Regions from separate parts of the Mus musculus genome. Here regions 1 and 2 are each linked to region 3. A link is a contact called in public promoter capture Hi-C data. All regions are on one chromosome and are shown on one strand. The core of a region is the stretch at or near the end of the contact, and the rest is flanking DNA. Distances in the headings are between cores, read along the strand shown.

Region 1 (3,731 bases), core at 828-3,327, 150 kb after region 3:
CTTTAAGAAAGAAATGAAGACACAAAAATCAACCCTTTTATATTTTTCACTTACTCAGGTTGGCAGTGTGGCTTAGTTGGAAGAGCTGTTGGCTGGCAGAAAAGGGGCCTTGGGTTCAGTCCCCACCGCTGCATAAAATGGTTGGATGATATAGACAGTACTTAGGAGGTAGAGGCAGGTGGATCGGAAGAGTTGGAGACCAGCCTAGGTTACACAGAGGGAGGGAGGAAGAGAGGGAAGGAAGGAAGCCGGGAGGAGAGGTCCCTGTCTAATTTTTAAGTAGGATATCTGAGAGCACCAAGCAAATATAGTAAGAATGTTTTGTAAGGAGGAAGACCACTGCTTGACTTTCGAATTCTGTTCTTACAGACACAACAGAATGCACACAGACTATTCAGTTAGTCCGCACATGCTCTGTCATCTTGTATAAGAGCTGTCCAGAGACTTTTATTTATCCACTTAGTAGGCTCCATGTGCACTGAGATACTCAGCAAAACCTAGTTTGCAGTCAATGGCATTTAATTGTCATGAGTCTAGAGTTTTCTTTCTTCCAGAAACAATATAAGACTTAGAAGTGGTTGCAATCTGTAATCATGCACTAAACTGGAAGGCACTGTCAGTTCCTATATTGATTAAATTCCCCTTTTAGGCCATGGCAACCAATAGAAGAAACAGCAAAATATTTCCTGAGTGCTTACATGACACATTGTTGACAGAAAATCACATCTGCTCGAGGAATTTAATTAGGAGTATTATTTGTTAATGTTTACTCAGTACATCACACAAGCCCTCATAAACAGAATAAGGGCCTTATAAAAGACACGCCAGAGAGATACCATGTCTCCTTTGCAACCTGTGGCTATAATTAACAGACTCTGTCTGTGAGGAAGTGGCCCGCATCAGACACCAAATCTTCCAGTGCCTTGCTTGATCTTGGACTTCCCAGTCTGTAGAGCGTGAGAAAATCTTATCAGTTTATAAACCACACAGCCTACAGTATTTTCCTACAGAAGCCTGAACACACGATGGCAAATTCTTCAGAGAGTCACGTGTGAACAACAGAGACATAAGGAACAAGATGACCCTAACCAAAAAACACAAGTTGGCATTACCAAACAGTGGACTTAAACTGGAATACTGGGATAGGCAGGAAAGGACCCTCTGTAGGCTACGGTGCCAGAGGCTCACAGAATACTGACCATCAGGAGGCCGCTTGGTCCAGAAACTGCAGGAGGGAGATTCTAGGAAGGAAGGACTAAGAATCCTCCTGTTCCCTAAATTATTGGTTCCAGCAACCACTAGCACAGGAAAACTACAGGCCCTTAAGATGGGTGGTGGGGCCATGGGGAAAAAACATGCAGAGGATTTGGGAGCAGGAATGGAGAGAGACCCCTGAGAGCTATCTGCTCAGGGAAAGGCAGGAAGGGACAAGGCTGGGCCTGGTCACAGGGGGCCACAATGACCTCCAGGAACCTGTGTGGTGGACTAGCGAGTGTCCTTTCCATTGGTGGGGAGCCAACCAGGGGAGCTCAAAGCAGGGTACTGCTCTGAAGTTCCTTTCAGAGTACTGAGACCTGCTAGGGAATATAGGGAAGAAAGGCAGTCACCATGCACCCAAAGCTCCCTGTGCCAGAAACACCAAAGTATCTTTCAACCAGCCAGCAAATGTACCCAAAATTGAGAATTCCTAAGCAGGGTGTTTGTTCACAGCCCTATACAATTCAAGACAATTAAAGAAAATCACACAAATACCTTTAGTCTCTCATCTGGGGTGAGAATCTCTGCCTCAATTGGAGCGAGTGACAAAAATTAAGAAAGAAAAATACAGACTGACAGCCAGTCTGAAGAAAGAGCAGGAGAGGGAGAGGGAGTGGAGGTGGGGTGGAGTGGGGCGAGGGGAGGGGAACAGAAAAGCCCAGCTCTGACTTTGTGCGGTTCCAGCTAGAAACATATCCTGTTCACCAAATAGAAGACTCATGCTTTTCCCAAATGTAAACAGAACTCTCGATAGGACAGGCAGCCAAGGAGCGTCCAGTGTTTGCACATGACTCTCAGGTGTGCCCCAGCCAAAGATTAAGGAGGGGTTGGCTCTTGTTCCTAACTGCTCCAGCCTGCCACTGGATTGCACCAGAAATAAGGCGATGAGTGTGTGAGGATAAGGCTGGTGGGGAATTTAGATTACGAAAAATACTAAAAGAAACAGAAACTCAGCTGTTTCTAAAGCTGAAGGGGATGAAGCAGGGGAAGCCCTGACAAAAGAGCCTCCGGGACTCCATCTTTATCTGGAGACTGTTGGTGGCTGCAAACTCCTCTGGGAATGCAGTCTGCAGATTAGACCCGTCTAGGAAACACACACTTGCATCTGCACTTGACCCTCAGGGGAGGCCTCTCCTCACTCCCTGACTCCAGAGGCTTCTACCACCATTGCTACCCCAAGTTCTCTGGAAACCTACACCACCAGCTTTTGCTTTGCCTTTTTCATAGAGGGAGAATAAAGGTGGCAGGTGACAGACTAGCCCATTCCCCAGCGGGGATAAAGCAGTATATAGCAAAGATGGTTTTTTAAAAGGCAATAAACCCCACTCTTTTGCCTAAGTAGTTAGCTTAGAGCAGTCATTCTCAACCTGTGGGTCTCAACCCCTTGGAGGGTCAAATGACCTTTCCACAGGGTGGCCTAGGACTATAGGAAGATAAAAATATCTACATTACAATTCATTACAGTAGCAAAAGTATAGTTACGAAGTAACAATGAAAATAATTTTATGGTTTGGGGGTTACCACAACATGAGGAACTGTATTAAAAGGTCACTGACTTAGGAAGGCTGAGACGCACTGGCTTAGAGAAAGCACTTTACCTATAAATAGGACTTTTGCATGTTCGCCACCTTCCTCTCACACATCAGGCAGTGTGGATGACGGCCCTTTCACCTCTGTTCAACCATGTCACCCAAGCATGTTCAAACACAGGGAAAAAGGTCAACATAGAAGCAAATGTTCTTCCTACTTGAAAACATCACAGGTTTTGATTTTGGCAGCTCGATGGTTACTTTTAACTGTCAAGTTGACACAGCCTAGAATCTTCTCGGCACCAAGTTTCAAAGAGAGATGGTCTACATTGGATTTATCTGTGGAGAGTCTGTGAGAAACTGCCTTAATTAAGTTAATTGATGTGGGAAGACCCAGCCCACTGTGGAAGCAAGGGGTGCTGAACTGTGTAAGAATAGAGAAATTGCTAGTCATGGTGATGCACACTTTTAATCCTGGTACCTGCGGACAGGCAGGTGGATCTCTGTGAATTCAAGGGCAGCCTGGCTTACCATACTAAGTTCCAGGCCAGCATGATGGCAGAGTGAGACCTTGTCTGTTGTTATTATTGTTGCTGTGTTTTAAAGGAGAAACTGAACTGTTTACATAGCAAGCAAGCAAACAGGAATTCATTTCTCTCTACCCCTGACTGTGGCAGTGATATGATTGTTTGATATTTCTACCTTGGAATTGTAAAGCTAAAACAAACTCCTTTTCTCCCCCAAGTGTCCTTTTTGCCAGGGTATTTTATCACAATAGAAACAAGGCTAGATGATAACTTTCTACCAGGCCTATCTATGGAGACTCAAAATGCATAGAGGAAAACAATCTACCATAGTCTGTGATTGTTCTCATTCTGTTTTCAATGACCACTTTCTTAAAAATGCAATGCCTATTCTAGAAGCCAGAGCCTAGGTCTCTCTCCA
Region 2 (3,370 bases), core at 95-2,594, 170 kb before region 3:
AAGACCACAGTTACAAGTTAAAGAACAAGTTACGATGAAATCGGCATGTTTTAAAGTGTACTTCTCTTTCGAAGTCAGGATTAAGAGAGATGTGTAAATCTTTTATTCTAAGACTTGTCATAAATACAAGTTATGAACGCGGAAATGTAAGCTGGGGGCAATAATGCAGGCCTGTAATATTAGCATTTGGAGGTCAGAGGAAGGAAGATGTCCTCAGGTACAGCGAGAATTCCAATACAGACTGCACTACAGAACGAGACTCTAGTTCAAACAAAATCCCCAAGCAGACAAAATCCTAGCAAGATGTGTATGTTTAAAGTCATCCACTAGGCCAGTGGTTCTCAGCCTTCCTAACGCTGAAACCCTTCATACAGTTCCTCATGCTGTGGTGATCCCAACCAAAAATACTGTTGCTACTTCATAACTATAATTTTGCTATTGTTATGAATCGTGATGCAAATGTGTGACCCACAGGCTGAGAACCACTGCCTTAGTGGCTGGAGAGATGGCACAGCAGTTAAAATCAGCCATGTCAGGCAGTTTGCAGCCAGCTGTAACTCCAGGAGATTTGACATCGTCTTCTGGCCTGTGTGGGTATACACATGCACATGTGTATGGCAGAAGAAATACCTGGCTCTCCAGTGAGAACTCCTTTGGCTATGTCACCATTTCTTTGCTCAGTGGTTTTCTAGAAAAAGAAAGAACCAACATAAGAATTTTAAATTGAAGTTCCTAGTGGTAGAGAGCTCACTGGATAACTATGAGGACCTAGGTCTAAGAGTGGGGGTGACTGGAAAGGAAATAAAGGCATATCAAGGACAGTTAGAGCCAGCAGGGCACAGGCCTGCAGGCCCCCCCCCCCCCCCCCCCGCCTTTGGGAAGTAAGCAGAAGTTGTAGGATGTTCAAGGTCATGTTCAGTGAGGCCAGCCCGAAGGGACAGGAGACTGCCTCCCAGAACAGAAGACTGGCTAGAAAGGCCACGCCAGCAGCACCTTATCAGCGGTCTCTGTCCTCCTGGTTCTTCTCATAATCTCTTCAAGTCGCTGCAAAAAAAGAACACAGAAGACTGGATGAGATACACACAGCACACCAGCCTGGCACATTTCGTCGATAAAAAAAAAGTAGCAGAGTATTAAAATGTGGAGAAAAGATAATTCACAGTTCTTCGTCCTAATTATCGTTATGAATAGAGGTTGGGACCATTTTTAGCTGTGGTGATAGAATGACTTGCTTTGGGGAAGGAGGAAATTCTGGCATCTTTCTTGGAATTAATACCAAGGGCCACTTCTTATGCAAGGGTAGAACATTTTGTTCCTGACCAAAGCACCAGTTTCTTGGCTTCAGGCAACTTGAGACCCAGGAAGGAAGCAGAACCATGCCGGTCCCAGGCTTCAGTCCCAGCTCATACCTTCTTCCTCTCCAGCCGTTCCTGCTCTTCTTTCTGGAAATGCTTCTCTCGTTCCTGCCGAGCCCTCTCTGCCTCCTCCCGGGCTCGGGCTTCTTCTTCTTTCTGAAAACAAACGGCTACTACTGCTTATCCCTGCTCTGGCAACCCAGCTCCCCACACTGGGCAGGCAGGAAGGCCGGCAGAGAACTCACTCATCTTTGAGACCACCCCTCCCACCCTCGCAGACCCCTCACCTGCTTAGCAGCCCTAATGGTCTGGGAGCAAACCCATGGGGCAATGGGAGATGCTCTGCACCCCGCTCATGTGCAATCGTCTGGGGCAGGGCCCACGCCTGCTCTGCACCCCACTCATCTGAGGACAGCCCCTGTCTGGGGCTGTGCATCCCACTCATCTGAGGACAGCCCCTGTCTGGGGCAGGGTCCACACCTGCTTCTGCACGCGCTCCACCTCCTCCCTCTCCCACCGCTCCCGCTCCTCCTCAGCCAGACGCAGCGCCAGCTCCTCTTTCTCTCGAGCCTGCTCCTCTTCCAGCCTGCGGGCTTCTTCTTCCCTGCGACTTCGCTCTTCAGCCACCCTACGGGCCAATTCCTCTATCTTTTGTCTGGGAAAAGACAAGAATGAAGGCGCTTCTTTGAAGAGAGGCCAGGTATGGCAAGGCCAGCAGTTCAAAGACCGGGAGGAAAGCCCCCTGCTGTAGCTACATTCTACTGTGGATATGGAATGGCCTTTGTTTGTCTTCCTCTCCCCCCTCAGCTTCATTTTTGTCAGAAGCAGCATACAACAATGACATGTGGGGGGCGACTTGCTTCTCCAGAGGATCTACAATTCATCTTTCAAGGGTGGAGACTTGAATAGCTGAACATAGATGAATTTTCGTAATTAACAAAAAATTACACGTGTATGGGAATTTTGCCTGTATATTCCCATACACGGGCTCTATATGTTCGCTTGGTGTCTGCAGAGTCCAGCTCAGGTCCTCTGTAAGAACAGACAATGCTCTTAACTGATAAGCCATCTCTCTAAACCAATGAAACCTTTTAAAATGAGATTAATAATGTTGTGTATCAGGTCAGGAGGAAGATGGGCCATATAAGCCGCCCATGGAATGAAGGGTGTGCACAGCCAAGAGGGTGGCCCTCAGCAGGTCTGAGGTCTTCCCCAGCTCTGTCAAGAACAACCAGTTGCCATTAGACCCAAGTGGTATCTAGTTATGCATACGGTCACAGTTAGCTTTAACTATCAACTTGACAGTCCGAAGACCTGAGACAGAATCTCTCAGTTGAGGAATTGGCTAGATCAGATTGGAATGTGGGCGTGTCCATGGGGAACTGTCTTGGATGTTAGTTATGTAGCAGAACCCGGCCACTGCAGGCAGTGCTCTATATGAAGGCTATTGGTGCACAAGCCTGCGAGCAGGTCAGAGAGCAGCATTCCTCAGTGGTTTCTGCTTTCAGCTGCTTCTGGAGTTGCTACCCTGGCTTTCCTCACAGATGGACCAGTGCCCCATAAGTGGAAGCCAAAGGAGCTGTTTCCTCCCCTACATTGCTTCAGGTCAGAGTGTTATTATCACATCACAGCAACAGACTGGAACCTGAACACTGTCTGTTTGTCCATGCCCATGGCTGTGGTGGTTTGAGCAGGAATGGCCCCTGTAGGCTCATATATTTGAACGCTTAGTCATTGGGGAGTGGCACTACTTGGGAAGGATTAAGAAGTGTGACCTCGTTGGAGGAAGTGTGTCATTGGGGGCTGGGCTTTTGGTCCAGTGTCTCTTCCTGCTGCCTGTGGATCTTGATGTAGAGCTAAACACTACTTCTTCAGCACCATGTCTGCCTGTGTGCTGCCATGATGAGACTGGATTAGATCTCTGAAACTATAAGCAAATCCCAAATAAAAGCTTTTCTTCATCAGTTACTATGGTCATGGTGTCTCTTTTCAGTAGTAAAACAATAAGTAAAACA
Region 3 (3,479 bases), core at 278-2,777:
TGGACAGGAGGGGCAGGAGTAGAAGCAGAGAGGCCATGTGAGGCGGCTGTGACAGGAGATCTCTGGCACTGGAAGGGTCATAGCCCGTCCCACTTCTGGACCGACATGCTTCCTCGATGGTCAGACTGCAGCGTGAGAAAGGGTGCCAGTGACAGCCAAAGTCTCGAGTGGCCCTCAGTGGCGAGAGACAGAGAAGAACGTGGGTGGGAAAGGTCTGAGGAGAAGGTAATTAACTCCACTTAGCATGTCAAGTCTAGCTCAAACCTCAGATCTATTACTAAACAGTTCTGTGACCTTGGGCAAGTTATTTAAACTCTTTGAACCTTAATGTTCTCACCATAAACCGGGATGATGTTACCTCCTGATTAGGGTTCATGTACAAATTTCAGTGTGTATGATGCACTGTGCACCCAAGCAAGGTATGCAGTCAGAGCAATAAACGATGACTCGCCCTGTCTGCCCCTCACCCAAATCAGCAGGAGCTGAAATCAAGCCAGGTCTTCCCACTACATTCACCAGAGCTGACGAGGTATCTTGACCTCTAGCCAGTCAGGACTACAAAGCCCACAGTGTTGAAAGGACCAAGACCTGCCTGCAAGCCATGGCTCTCAGATCAGCATGAAAGAGAGATCTGAGCTCCTTAGTCATACACTGTACACATCACCTTCATGTGTGGCCAGTGGGAGAGTTATAGGCTCAGGGCCCCGGTGAGGGCTCCTTCCCTACAGTGCCTTGTGGATTAAAGACAAATCTTCAAGATGAAAAGGAGGTATGAGATCAACATCCTGCCCACAAACATTGCAGAAGTAGGAATTATCATCTCCCAAGTCACTGAGTCTGGGCAACATCTAAATGGCTGCTTGCTAAGCTGAGAGAGAATGAGGAAAGAGGCGCAAACATGGAAGTTGCTCGTCGGTTGGAATTTATTTTAAAATACATCGTAAATATGGGTAATCCTGTGTCTGAAATACATTGTGTGGAGTCCAGGAGGTGGCGCAGATAGGAGGATCTGAAAGGCACAAGGGTTTCTCTCTCCTCCTTCCCACCTCCGAGGCCACCAGCACAGACTGCAGAGTAAGGGGGAGAGGAAGATGGACTGAGGTCTGCAGGCCAATGGCAAGAGCAAAGGTAGAGAGGAAACCCTGAGCTCCATCACAGACAAACTGCCCTGACCACCAGAGGTGTCTCCCACCTCTTTCCACTAATGTCCCACTTGCAAAATGGGGGCGCTTCTGTCTACCACAGGGGATTCAGAAATGGGGACATCTGGCCATTTTGCTTTACACTGAATCAAAGATTAGTCACTGACTCCTTAATTTTTTTTTTTAGTCAATCTCTAAATCTCTGGCCCTGCCCTCCTCCTCTAATAATAACAGAGCCCAATGCTCCTGGAGAGTTAGCATCAGAACATGGAACAGAGACATTCTGCAGGCTCGGTATCTAATGGGCAGTCATCCATCTGCTGGGCTCTGTTTTCCTCTTGGCTGTGTTCACCTTTTTGAAAACTGCTGTCTCCACCCTCCCAGGACTTGGCATCAGAGGCAGCTCAGTCACTGCGTTGCCCAATTTCTCATCTCCACCTCTTCCGAGTGGATGAGTCACTTCCTCTTTTCTGAATTGAAATCTTAGGGTTATTTATGTTGTGGGGGAGGGGAATTGATTCCTGGGAGAAAACAGACTAAGAAGGAGGGGAAACTGGAGCCCAGATAGGAAGTTGTTTGGGTATGAGTAAGAATCAGAGAGGCTGGGTGAGGGTATGTTTGTAAACAGCAGTCTCGTGAGGGTCAGAGTGGCTGTAAGCCAGTCAAGGGAAAAAAAAAAAAAAGGTCAGGAAACAAAAAGCAAGCATGCTGAGAGTGGGAAGTCACCTTCAGTGGTTTACACACAGGCTGAGCCACTCAGAACCCAGGAAGACAGGAGGGCAAGTCAGGCCCCGTACAGTTTTCCAGTGAGCATCAGGCAATCCCAGCATCAGTGTTTGTGAGAAACCTGACTTAGTTTATCTCTCACCTGACGCTGAGGCTCAGCAATTACATTCTTAATTATCCAAGATCTGTATCGTTCGGGAAAAGCGTACCTGTAAAGGTTTCGGTACATGGGTTTATGCCAGCAAGCCTCTTGGATGTCCCGAAGTCAGAGATCTTGAGCACACCACTGTAGGTATTAATCAATACATTGTCACCCTAGGGAAAGAATATTCCAATCAAAATGTTATCTTTTCACTGATGCTGTTTGTGGTTGACTTGAGCCTAATAAAAGTGCCCTTAGACCAAACAATGGCATTCATACTGTGTTCTTCAATAACAGTTTATCTCAGGAGAGAATTCCTTTCAATACAGAGTTCTTGATATAATTTTCATTTATGTTATCAGTTGTTTATAATCTTCTCTTCAGGTCACAGGCCAAACATGGCCCCCGAGGGAAAGTTCACCACAGTTTAAGCTAGCCTGGGTCACCTGTGGACAGTATCTATATAAATAACTTCCTTCACTTCCCAGGCACTCTTCTCTGTGGTGTTCCTTACTTTCTGTGGATTACCTAGGACATTTACGTTGGTTATAGGGTAGTGAGCAGGTGCATTAGAAACAAACACCTATAATACACACAGAACACTGCTGCCTGCTTAAAAGACCTTCAAAGTTTGGCATATGTCTCGGCTAACACGCTTGAAAACATATTTAAGAGAAACGAGTCACACAATCACTCCCGTTCTTCTAGGTAGCCCATAGTAATCTCTGCTCATTATCCTTCTAAGTTCTCAGTTCTGGCAGTATTATGTTCACCCTTTATCCCTTTGACCATGTGATCTCTGCCCCTAACATGATCACAGGATGGACACCTTAAGCCACATGTGCTCGAGCATGCGCACCTTCCAATATCAATATGGGTATGCACGGAGAGGCTCCACAAGAAAAATCCTCTCTGTTCAGGCTAGTAAAAAGTAAAAAACCCCAAAGTACAAAACCTCTGCTTGCTCTCAATAGTGAAATGCCCTTCTCTTTTAATCTCCTGGTTGCACTTTTTGGCTTTGTATTCACCAAAAGGTGAACTCATTTTGTTTGTTTACCAAAGGAACATACTTTAAGAAAGCCAGGCTTGGGCTGGAGAGATGGCTCAGTAGTTAAGAGCACTGACTGCTCTTCCAGAGGTCCTGAGTTCAATTCCAAGCTACCACATGGTGGCTCACAACCATCTGTAACGAGATCTGACACCCTCTTCTGGTGTGTCTGAAGACAGCTACAGTGTACTCATATAAATAAAATAAATCTTAAAAAAAAAAAAAGAAAAGAAAAAAGCCAGGGTCTGTCAAAACGTTATCATTTTTTGATAGTAGAAAACTCAGGTAGTACCCTGCAAGATACAGGGATAGAAAATGATTTTCCTAAGCAGGACTTCAATAATCAACAAGTGGGACCTAATAAACTAAAAAGCTTATTCACACCTAAGAAACAATCAAATCAGGAGGAAGCCCATAGTTA

What was found. Capture Hi-C pulls out chosen DNA fragments and counts their contacts.
Region 1: a contact with region 3 is called in a promoter capture Hi-C map of adipose tissue. The contact joins two enhancer-like sites. A contact is called at or near these places in 2 of 484 Hi-C or Micro-C datasets (bone marrow-derived macrophages and neutrophils), 3 of 115 datasets of contacts at active chromatin or transcription factors (bone marrow-derived macrophages, embryonic stem cells and pancreatic cancer cells) and 3 of 9 other capture datasets (adipose tissue, liver and pancreatic islet).
Region 2: a promoter capture Hi-C map of adipose tissue shows a contact between it and region 3. The contact joins two enhancer-like sites. A contact is called at or near these places in 2 of 9 other capture datasets (adipose tissue and liver).

Annotation. Positions count from the first base shown.
Region 1 is chr10:19,955,222-19,958,952 of GRCm38.p6, reverse strand. All of the region lies in intron 1 of Map3k5 (mitogen-activated protein kinase kinase kinase 5), which reads right to left. Among named protein-coding and RNA genes, the nearest start is that of Map3k5, 23 kb to the right of the region's middle. Within about 2 kb of position 2,077, at least 53 of the 459 cell types and tissues checked have an H3K27ac peak or open chromatin away from gene starts, as enhancers often do. A contact at or near this core is called in adipose tissue, liver and pancreatic cancer cells, where this site is marked.
Region 2 is chr10:20,271,920-20,275,289 of GRCm38.p6, reverse strand. It overlaps Map7 (microtubule-associated protein 7), which reads right to left. Exons shown (of 18, transcript NM_001358787.1): 12 at 1,836-2,010; 13 at 1,410-1,511; 14 at 994-1,044; 15 at 631-688. Among named protein-coding and RNA genes, the nearest start is that of Gm48249, 13 kb to the left of the region's middle. Within about 2 kb of position 1,344, at least 17 of the 459 cell types and tissues checked have an H3K27ac peak or open chromatin away from gene starts, as enhancers often do. A contact at or near this core is called in adipose tissue, where this site is marked.
Region 3 is chr10:20,102,864-20,106,342 of GRCm38.p6, reverse strand. Map3k5 (mitogen-activated protein kinase kinase kinase 5) reads right to left here. Exons shown (of 30, transcript NM_008580.4): 18 at 2,078-2,183. Among named protein-coding and RNA genes, the nearest start is that of Map7, 66 kb to the left of the region's middle. Within about 2 kb of position 1,527, at least 194 of the 459 cell types and tissues checked have an H3K27ac peak or open chromatin away from gene starts, as enhancers often do. A contact at or near this core is called in adipose tissue, liver and pancreatic cancer cells, where this site is marked.